Linked DNA regions of Mus musculus: region 2 is linked to region 1. The links are chromatin contacts, called in public HiChIP or PLAC-seq maps. All regions are on one chromosome and are shown on one strand. Each heading gives the region's core, a stretch centred on a gene start, on an enhancer-like site or on the middle of the called end of the contact. The rest is flanking DNA. Distances are from core to core; before and after follow the strand shown.

Region 1 (5,509 bases), core at 1,128-3,627:
CATATATATGTATATATACAATTTTTATGTGTATGTGTGGTCCATGTACACACACACACACACACACACACACACACACACACACACACACACACCCCACATGCATGTAGCACCCACACAGGCCAGAAGAGAGTGTTGGATTCCTTGGAACTGGGGTTACAGATAGTTAGGAGGCATCATGTAGGTGCTGGGAACCAAACCTGGGCCCATCACAAGAGCAGCAAATACTCTTAGCCATGGAACCATTTCTCTAACCCACAAAACAAAGTCTTAATTCTTTTTCTAGTAATAGTTTTGACTTATGGGTTACATTTTCAATACCTGGGGACAGAGCTATAGGTCATGATTTCTTTTATTTCCAGTTTCTTAAAGTAAGCCAAAAGCCAAGGCAAGGAACAGCCAGAGTAGAATAATCTTGTTCCACTCCAACAAGATGGTAGGTGCTTCCCAACTTTGCCATGCGCCACAGAGCCTTAGGCTAAGGTGTCCAGTGAGTCCATTTTAAACACAACACGTGGACATAAACCATCTGGTCTATGAGACTCAAGGTTTAGGTCAGACGCTAGTATCACATTGTCCTAGAACACCAGCTGAAGTCAGCCGTGTGGAGCCCTGGGAAAGTTTGAGCATGTCACTCTCCTTAGCCGAAAGATTGGCAGCCCTGTGCTGTTTGCATTTACAGTTGAAGAGTACTGTAAATCAGGGCAAGAAATCAAGGCAGGAATGTGGAGGTAAGATTCTATGTATATGCCAAGGAGCAGCCCTGGGTGGAGGGCACAATCCCATAGATGAGACACACGCCCTTTGCACTAGAAAACTAGTTATGGACACACTTACTGCTCATTCACTGTCACCCAGATCTGCATTTGCCCTCGTATAGGAAGCTGTAGACATCAGCGACCACAGAAAAATAACAAGGCACAGGGGGCCATTTTGTACACAGGGCCCTGGGAACAGCCAGTGGAATTCCTCTGACCGGTCTCCTTTTGACTTTTCCCATAGACCTTGTTCCTGCTCTGAAATGTCTGGAATGCTTGGTGGGAATGAAGCAGCTGGTCATTAGGCAATAATGCCTCTATCACATAAGAGAGGAACCCTTTGTGGACCGATTTCCATGCAACACTTGGGGGCATCTCAGCGGAGTTAAGAATGTAAGAGCGGTGCGACTACAATAAACAGAGCTTCAGGATTCTTTGTGTCTTAGTTATGCTTTCTTTTCCTGTGATAAAACACCATGAGCAAAATCAAGTTGGGGAGGAAAAGGTTTATTTCGTCTTGCAGTTTGTAGTCCATCATCCAGGGAAATCGGGGCAAGAAATCAAGGCAGGAATGTGGAGGTAAGATTCGATGTAGATGCCAAGGAGCAGCCCTGGTTACTGGCTTGCCCCTCATGGCTTATGTGGCCTGCCTTCTTACAGCACCCAGGACCACCAACCAAGGAGTGGTACTCCCCACAGTGAGCTTATGTCCTCCTTCCACACATATCACCAATCAAGAAAATGCACCACAGGCCAATCGGGTGGGCTCATTTCTCAGCTGAGGCTCCCTCTTGCCACAAGGTTCTCCCTTGTGTCAAGCTGACATAAAACTAGCCATCACACCCTCTCTGGAGTGATTTTAATGGCAACCCCAGAGGTCAGCAAGACAAATATTACTGGAAATATTTTATGATGGGGTCTAGGAAGGTCAACAGAGACTAAATGATTTCCCCCAAGTCTTCTCAGCTGGCAGTGGCAAGAGCTGCATTCTAAATCCTAAATCTCTCTCTGTCTCTCTCTGTCTGTCTCTGTATCTGTCTCTCTCTGGGTGGCAATGATGGGGGTATACATGTATAGAGAGGCCAGAGACTGATATTAGTGTTTTTTCTCAGTCCCCCGGCACCTTGTTTTAAGTGGGGGTCTACCACCTAACTTGCAGCTTGTTAATTTGGATGTCCTGACTGGCCAGCAAGCTTTAAGATTTTGCTTGTCTCAAATCCCCCAGCTTAATTTTTTTTTCATGGATACTGGAGACCCAAACTCAGGTTCTTTCACAGTTACATGGCAAACTCTTTACTAACTGAGCCAGCTCTCCAGCCCCCAAATCTGTTCTTTTTATAGAATGTCATTCTGTATGACTACCCGTCAACCAAGTTAATTTAGCAAAAGTTGGCTGTCTGATGTTTGGGGACAAATCACAACCTCTGTTTTTAGAGACTGGATCAGTTCCCTTCTTGATTGCCTTGAGATGTTTTCAAACTAAGAGTTCAATGCTCTTTGATTTCTGCAGTTTGCTTTGCCCTTTTGGAAATCACACAGAGGAGAGAGAAGCAAGCAGTGAGCCCTCTAGGCACCTGCCCCAGCCTCTAGGTATTTGAACACCAAAGCAGGCCTCCAGTGAGGTAATTTCCATGTGAAATTCCCCGCATAAGTCACTTGTGACACACATCATCAAAAGGGCTAGGTTTCATGTGATCCCATTTAAAAAGTAGCTGGAAGGATTCAAAGTCCTCCTATAAACTCGACTCGTTCTGCCGCATCGTGTTTCCCGGATGGAAGGAAAACACCTGGCTCTGCCCGTGTGCTCCTCTAAGTCTGTTTTAGACACAGGGATTAGTCCTCGCATAGGAACAAATAATCTAAGAACGATCTTTCACTCTTTCTACCTTATGAGACAGAGTCAAGTCTTACCTGGGACTGGACTTCTAGCCACCAACTGGAGCTTGCTAAGGACAGCAGGGGTGGAGAGAGACGAGCTCCCTGCTCTCACACAGACAACATTGACTTTCATGGGGCAAATAAGCAGTAGGCTACTTGGGTCACATTCATTTCTGTATCCCCAGAGCCAGTGATGACGCTGAGAACATGTTGATTGCTCAGTGTGCATCAAATGAAGTGTCCAGATGCTTATCCTTGTCCACGTTCAGATCCAAATGAAATCATCATTATCCACTCTCCTTCCTTCAACCAGGACAGAGCTGATCTCAAGGGTCCAGTCAAGCCTCACCGAAGCCCAGTGTTAATCTTTTTATTGGAAATTCCATTAACTAATTGATAAAATGTAAACAGTATGTAAGCTTTAATCTCCCATTGTCTCAACTTAAAGCCAGATGGCTATCTTTCTTAAAATATAAGTGGTCAGCTGGGTGGTAACAACACACACGCCTTTAATCTCAGCTCTCGGGAGGCAGAGACAAGCAGATCTCTGTGAGTTTGAGGCTAGCCTGGTCTACAGAGTGAGCTCTAGAGTAGTCAGGGTTACACAGAGAAACCTTGTCTGGGAAAAACAAAATAATAACAATTGGTGTTTTTAATTATTATTTATTGCTGGAGAAGTGGCTCAGCAGTTAAGGAAGTGTCCTAGTTTTGCAGATGAACCCAAGTTCCATTTCTAGCACCTAGATGAGGTGACTCATAACTGCCTGTAATTTGTACTTTGAGAGATCCAATGCCCTCCTCTGGCTTCTGTGAGCACTGTACCTTCCAGGCACAGACACGCATATGTTAAAAAATAAAATCTAAATATCTCTGTTTCTGCGTCTCTCTGTTTCTGTGTCTCTCTGTCTCTGTCTCTCTCTGTCTCTGTGTGTGTGTGTGTGTGTGTGTTTGTGTATATTGTATATGTCAATGTGAGCACACCTGTCCTATGGCACAGGTCAGAGGAGAAGTCAGAATACAGCCTTTAGGGGGCAGTTTTCTCCTTCCACCAGGGTTCCAGGGATTGAATTCAGGCCATCAGACTTGCATGGCAAGCTGTAAGCAATTTTACCTATTGATTTATCTTCTGGCCCCAAATATATTTTTAATCAAGTGAAAGAAGTCATGCAGACATAGACGAGGAAGTGAAACCCACGTCTGCATTAATCTCATGGTATCTCTATAGAATAGTGTTTTTGAAGCACAATGGTTTCCTTATTCCTTTGCCAACAAAACACCAACAGACACCTCATTAGGCTCAATATTTAGACATGAGTTGATTAAATTAAGTGAAAAAGATCAAAGAATTAATAAAAAGCAGTTTGCAATGGACTCCATGGCAGCCAGCTGCCACAGCCTGAATAGAAATGGCACGTGAGGCTGAAGGCGCCTCACACCCACAAGGAAGACTTCTGAATGGTTTCTTTAGAGACAAGATCATGACTGTTATGTATTTAAATTTAAACCATAATGTGATTGTGACAAATTACTGCCAAAGAAGAGTGTAAATAGCTTAAGAAAATGAAGCTTGCATGCAAGTCCTATCCCAGGACCTTGAATAGAGCTGTGGATGCCAGTGTGGAATGTGCTAGAAGAGGGTGGGAGGTAAAAGAAGGAGGAAACATTGAGTTCTGTCAGAACTGAAGTCACGGAGGCTACACAGGCACTTGGGTTATTCTGGAGTTTTTTTCTCTTCCCCTCTCTGGTTGTGTGCTTCCATGTCCAAACATGTCTCAAAAGCAAACATACAGAGCTGGAAATCAAATTTTTCCTCACTATGCTTTGGGCTCTTTGCTCCCAGAGAAGGGAAATTGGTGACTGTGAGGGCTTTGTTTATAACTTCCATGCCCAACTAATCACGTCCGAAGGCAGCTTTACATCTCCAGGGAACGCACACAGCAGTCAGTAATTAATAATTCCAAGAGAGAGGGAGGAGAGGGGGAGAGGGGAGGGGGAGGGGAGGGGGAGGGGAGGGGGAGGGGGAGAAGGGAGGGGGAGGGGGAGGGGGAGGGGAGGGGGAGGGAGGGAGGGGGAGGGGGAGGGAGGAGATAGCCTAGGCTAGCCTTGGACTTTTGGACTATCTAAGTAGCTGGGGATAACCTTGAACTCAAGACCCTTCAATTCCACTGTCTGAGTGCTGGGATTATAGGTGTTTACCATCACCCTATGCTTCTATAGCCCTGGAGAAAGAACCCAGGGCCTCATGCATGATAGATAAGCACTCTACCAGTTGAGCTATGTGCCCAGCCAATGATTAATTCTTGATGAAATAAATAACTGGGATCCTTTCAAGACTTCTTTTCTTTCCATTACACTACTGAAAAAAAAAGATTGCAATCATGCACTCTGAATGGTCATATCTATCTCTGAATATGAATATGGAAGATATTCTATTATAGAAAAAATATAAATATGCATTCCATCATAGAGAACATCATAGAGACTTCACAAAATGCAGACATATGTGTAGGATGCAATTCTGTTTAAAATCAAATTTTACATGATTCTTCAGCTATCATCATACATGTTTTTCCTGTGTTATTTATTCCATTAGCATGTTTAACACTCATGGTCCATGACACCTTTCCTTTTCTGCTAGACACTGGGAAAAGTTAAAGTTTAGGCTATTGTGGGTAATATTTTATGAATTTCCTTATATGTAAACCTTTATTACTAAAGTTCTATTCCATTTTGGATGGTTAAACATAGCAGCGTGTTCTGCCAGTGACTCTTGGAAGATTCTAACTGATCATGTTTTCTTTCTGTAAATTCTTCATATTTCCAAAGAGCCAACTGCAGAAGGTTGGAACATTAATTGTGATGCCACCCAACCT
Region 2 (5,509 bases), core at 2,193-4,692, 67 kb before region 1:
GGGTTCATCTATGATCTCTTTTTAGGACCCTTGGGGCAGTATATTGTTCCCTAGGTTGGTAATTTCAGGTTGAATCCAGGAAGAGCAAAGGTCCTGGATCCGTTTTCTTCCATCAGCTCCAGCCTTGCCCCTCCTGGAGAAGAAGCTTGCTCGTCAGTCAGGAACTGATGTAATGATACAATCACTGCCAGATTTACCACGCAAAGGCCAGAGGCCAGAACTGTGGAAACACACACAGGGTCCAGCATTCATTCAGGAAAAGCTGCAGAGTACAGGGCCAGGGCAGTCATCTGCACTCAGGCTTTACCCACCCCCAGGCTGGGGAGAGATGGGCACGGGAAGGAGCTCTCTGCCCTTATTTTGCTCATGTGTAAAATGAAGATGATCTTGCTTACTGCTAGTAGTGTTAATAATCAAATGAACAAATACTTTCCAAGTCCTTAAACAGTGCTTAACATATAGTAAGTAATGAGTGTTAACCATTGTTATATCGTTGTCGTCGTCATCATCATTATCATTATTAACATCTCATCACCATCACCATCATCATCAAATGGGCTCTGTGCCTACACAGGGCTTCCAGGTCATGTTGTTGCTTTCCAATGAAAAGGGAGGGGTAGCCCAGGGAGGATTTTTAATTTTTTTAAAATTTTGTTTGTGTGTGTGATGTGTGCAGGTATATGTATATGTATATGTATATGTACATGTATATGATGTACATGTATACAAAGGCTGTTGAAGGGCACAGTGTCTCCTTATCTCACCTTCTCATCCACCATCATTATTCCTTCAGTGCTGGGGTTATAGGCACAAGCCGACATGCTTGGGTTTTTATGCGGGTGTCGGAGATTTGAACTCAGATCCTCATGCCTGTGCTGCAAGCACTTACCCCGTGAGCCATCTCGTCGTCCTCAAGAAGGCTTTTACCAACTCAAGAACCTCAAACTCCTTTTCAGTGATGACATTAATTATCAGAGGAATGGGGAAACTACAACATCCACATAGAATAAATGTAAAGGGGGGGGGTGGTGGTGTACGTCTCATCTCCTGTGTGTAAGCTCAGGGTCCGCCCCATGGTTTCCTGTGCTTTTGTAGAGGGTAGAGGGGAGATAGGGGAAAACATGGGGTGGGGTGGTGGGTTTTGTGTGTGTGTGTGTTTTAAATCTATCAGATGGAATGCGTTTCATCTCTTCTTTTCTCTACCTCTTTCTTAATCCATGCCACTTCTCATTAACACGTAGACAGGAATTTAACATCAGAGAGCTTTGTCTTCCCCATGCCCCAAAGTGGAAGAGGCGAATCCCCTCCCCCAGCCTCTTTGAGGCTGGCTCAGTACCAGACCTCATGCAGGAGCCAAGGTCAGAGCTCCAGGCCCGGTGCTTGGTCCTAAGTCTCCCTGGGATGGTTTTAGACAGTGGGGTGCCAGGAAAAGCTCCAGCTATCCCCATTGCTCCAACATTGGTCCAGCCAGCTGGCATTTTAAACAGACCCAGTAATTACCCCACTTATAGCTGAAGAACTTAGCTATGAAATGTCATGTTAAAGTTTTACGGCCTCCCAGTATTTGTCATGCATCCTGACCTCCCCAGGACCTGATTTGACAACCTAACTACCAGTACCTCAGAATGTGACCTTATTTGGAAATTAGGCTTTAAGGCAGAGTCATCAGGGTGGGTTCTAATCCAGTAAGAAATCCGGGCAGGGAGTAAACCATGGGAAGAGATGTGACAAGAAAGCCACCTAAGGAAGACAATCAGGGCGACTACGCTTCTACAAGCTGAGGAATGTGAGAGACTGCTGGCCAAACAGGAGGAGGCAGCTCTCCAGAGGAGCCAACTGTGCCTAGTAACTGACTTATTTTAAAGATCTAGCTTTGTAGTTTTACGTCTCAAGAACAACTCAGAAGGCAGAGATTTCTCAGACATCCCCGGTCCCCCAGGCTCATAGCCTCCCCAACCAGAGGCATTCCTCAACTAGAAGGACATCTGGAACATCTGACAGACCCAGGCAGGTATTGCTCTTTCCATAACCCCGCAACCAGGTCTTGGGTGTTTACCATTCTCTTCTTAACCAAGCACCTCACTCCCCCTTAAGGCTCGGGTTTAGATATGTATTGGGACAGCTTCTTCTTAAACTCCACCTTAGCTTCAAAACCAAAACCAAGCGATGTGTTGCACGAGCAGACAGCAGGGTTATCCAGCGCTTGGACCTGATGCTGTCTGTGCATTTGAACAACCTGCCCCCACAGCTCCAGTATATACCCCTCACCCAAGTCCTCCTGCACTCTGCTCACTGGCCCCTCTTAAGCCTCTTTCCTTCTCCCCCAAGCTTTGGCACTCACCAATGACTTCTGTCTCCATTAGTCTTGGCTTCTACAGATCAATGTATGCTTAAAAGCTATGTTGGTCTTTTTCAGACCAATTTCTTTCACTTCATAGTATTTGTCCAAGTTTCAGACAAGTTTTTTTTTTCCCCCATGACTTAACAGCCTTTTTTTTTTTCAGTAGTGGATAATATTTCTATGTCTGGGTGTATCCTATGCTCATCCACAGAAGGGCAGTCACCCGTGGAAGGACCACTCAGCTATCATTTTTAAGCCACTTAGTGGGTGGTGATTTGTAACAGTGACCCCAGGAAACCGATACAGTATTCAATTTAAGGACTGAGCAGCTCTGCTTTGTTAAGGAGCAGTTGTAGCATGTTCAGTTGGAAGGTTGGTTACATTGTATTGGCACTCAGTCTAGCTGACTTCTTAAAATGTCCTCTCTTCTAAATTTCTCTTTTCATATGCTCACTTTCACCTTTGCTGTGTTCCTGTAGTCTTCCTAAGCCTGAGGATATTGGGAGTTTTCACTGTAGCTCTGAGTGGGGCTCATACTCCTTAGCATCCCAGGCCTCCTGGGAGAAGTTGGTTAACAGAGATATCTCCGCTCTTTGGGGTAGGGGCTTTTACATGGTCTCTCTTTAACTCACCAGTCTTGAGACCCAGGAGAGATCAAAGCGCATATTTAAGTAAGGTCGGACATTTAAGAAGTATGCAGGGCCAGAGCAGAGAGCGTGAACTTTGCAGACCTAAGCTTTATCTGGGACTGTACAACTCTTTGCCTTGAAGTTAACAGAGTTAACAAATTCTTTCTGGGTGTCCTTCATTTCAGGAGAAAAGCCCCTTCCTGTTCTTAGGACTAGGGAACTTTTGTGGTTAGGAAATACTCAAGAGACTAGCTAATAGCCCCCTCTGGGATGCAAGATGTTTGCCCATTTTGTGGGGACATTAGCAAACTTTAAAGGTCTGGCTGGGCCTGTTGAGTGTCATGTAATTCTAGGAGATCTGCTCACTTACAAATGAGCTGAATTGCATTCCCCACAGAGCTCTGTTGATCTCCTAACCCTAAGCCTCTCCGTGACTTCAATGGGAGGTCTTTGCAGATGTAAGGACGTGGAGATGAGGTCATCTGAGTGGTATGCAATCCAGTACAACTGGTGTCCTCTGAACACAAACACAGACATGCATGGGGGGAGGGCAATGGAAAGAGACATCCAGAATGGCATGTGAAACTACTGAGACACAAGGCCATGAGCCAAGGGACATCTAGGGCCATCAGAAGCTAGAAGAGGCCAGGACAGACCCTTCCCAGTGGTCTCCTAGAGTGAGTCCCCACTGATGTTACTTTCAGACTTCTAACAAACTTCTGTCTTTCTAAGCCACCCATTTGCCTTTCTACTTTGCCCTGGAAGTTCCAGGAAACGAATTCACCCCATCAGACTTGGCCCTGCTCTTGTGATTACCTAGCAACCCACTCACCTTCTATGTACTAACTCCCTCAAATGGCTCTCACAGTTAACCACCCACCCCTCCTGCCTTGTGAACTCTCACTAAACATCAGAAGTTGTGTTAACTACAGTCATTTTTCTCTCTCTCTTTTTTTTTGTAGATGAATGTAGTAAGAAACTCACAGACATTAAGTACCTCTCTCTGAGCACACTGTTAATAAACAGATAAACTGGAACCCAAGATTTTCAGGATGGTCAAGTCTCGGGATTCTTAACATACATGTTGCTCATCTGTCAAGAGTACTTAAGAACTGGCGGCCCTGGTTGACAAACACATCTTACATCCTACCACATTCTTTCCTTCCTGGTGTTCCTCATTTAGGACAAATAAGAAAAATGAGGAAGTCTATTTTTTTTTTTTTTTTTGCCTCAGTGTTTAGCAAATGTCCTTGAAGACTGGACTTGTCCTGAAGACAGTTGTGTGGGACCTGCTTCCTAGTGGGAACTAAACAAAGCAAGTACAACCAGAGACAAAGAACTCTTGACTTTCTGAAAAGTGGGATATGATAATGAATGCAGGTCAATCACAGACTCAATTCCACCGCATTTGCCCCAGCCTCGGGGGCTCTGGGGTTTCTGAAAAATGGGATGCTCAGAATCAAAAGCAGGGGTGTGGTATACTGATTGAAGCTTCCACCGGGATTCGTTGCTGTGGGGACTAGTTCCCTTAGCTTCCGCTAGCCTTTCCACAGGTGGAGAAGGCAGAGCACAGTGAACTTAGCAACCTATCCGCTGCTGGTATTTTTCTTATGGCTGTAGCCTTCAGGGAAGAAGTGTAACTTCTGACTCACACTGTCTTCTGCACACGGTTGCTTGGCTACGTGTGTTCCATCAAAACATCATGGCGGTGAGAGCTAGAAAAGGCCGTTCTACACATCACCTTGTGGTGGACAGGAAGCAGAGAGCAACTGGAAACTACCAGGACAAGGATCTATCCTCTAAAACCTGGACCCCAACCCCAGCCCCCTGCCTGGTGACCTGTTAGACGCCACCTCCTCAAGCTTCCGTAATCCTACAAAACAGCAACCATCAGCTGGGGACCAAGTGTACAACACATGGGCTTGTGTGGAGACACTTTAAACCATCATTCACTCAGTGATTAATAGTGGTCACTTCATTCTCTTCCCCTGGAAACCCCACAGGGGTGTGATTTGCTTGCTGCCTTCGGTAGAATCCACTGCTGTATGCATACAGTGTTTCCCTTCCTAACATGCTAAAGCGGCCAGTGCATGGTCTTCTCTGAAGGATGGGGAGACCATTCGTACTTGGCTGTTATCTTAACCTTCGTCTGAGACTTTCAAAATGAAGGACAAAACCATGTGGAGGATGAAACTCTAGAAAAGGAGAGTGAAGCAGTCTACTCACCAGCCCCGGGTTACAGACTTGGTCCCCAGGCTTGCTATACTGTAGTGTGGAGGGGGCACTACTGTTAATAAGTGGGTCCCACTTAGAAGAAGTTAGCAGGAGAATGTCTATGAACTGGCCTTTTTGTGTCTTTTTGTTTCCCAGAAACCAAGTCTGTAGACCGTGTCTTCCACCACACACTTGTGCCATGATGCTACACCACAAAAAAGGCCCAAAGTCATAAGGCCAAATGATCAGAGACCAACACCTCTGCATCAATGGACCCAAACAAAAGAAGTTCATCAGCTCGGGCATTTTTGTCAAAGAAAACACT

What was found. HiChIP or PLAC-seq counts read pairs in DNA pulled down with a chosen protein or histone mark.
Region 2: an H3K27ac HiChIP or PLAC-seq map of trophoblast stem cells shows a contact between it and region 1, with 24 read pairs. The contact joins two enhancer-like sites. A contact is called at or near these places in 6 of 39 promoter capture datasets (cranial neural crest, frontonasal cranial neural crest, liver and 2 more), 11 of 484 Hi-C or Micro-C datasets (3T3-L1-derived adipocytes, the C2C12 cell line, the HPC-7 cell line and 4 more), 9 of 115 datasets of contacts at active chromatin or transcription factors (double positive thymocytes, embryonic stem cells, heart atrium and 5 more) and 3 of 9 other capture datasets (adipose tissue, liver and pancreatic islet).

The regions. Positions count from the first base shown.
Region 1 is chr6:34,647,034-34,652,542 of GRCm38.p6, reverse strand. All of the region lies in intron 1 of Cald1 (caldesmon 1), which reads right to left. It overlaps Gm13861 (predicted gene 13861), which reads left to right. Exons shown (of 2, transcript NR_167697.1): 2 at 1,003-1,189. Among named protein-coding and RNA genes, the nearest start is that of Gm13861, 4.1 kb to the left of the region's middle. Within about 2 kb of position 2,377, at least 4 of the 459 cell types and tissues checked have an H3K27ac peak or open chromatin away from gene starts, as enhancers often do. A contact at or near this core is called in trophoblast stem cells, where this site is marked.
Region 2 is chr6:34,715,349-34,720,857 of GRCm38.p6, reverse strand. All of the region lies in intron 3 of Cald1 (caldesmon 1), which reads right to left. It overlaps Gm38787 (a long non-coding RNA gene), which reads left to right. Exons shown (of 3, transcript XR_868972.2): 2 at 3,933-5,509. Among named protein-coding and RNA genes, the nearest start is that of Gm38787, 15 kb to the left of the region's middle. Within about 2 kb of position 3,442, at least 104 of the 459 cell types and tissues checked have an H3K27ac peak or open chromatin away from gene starts, as enhancers often do. A contact at or near this core is called in trophoblast stem cells, where this site is marked.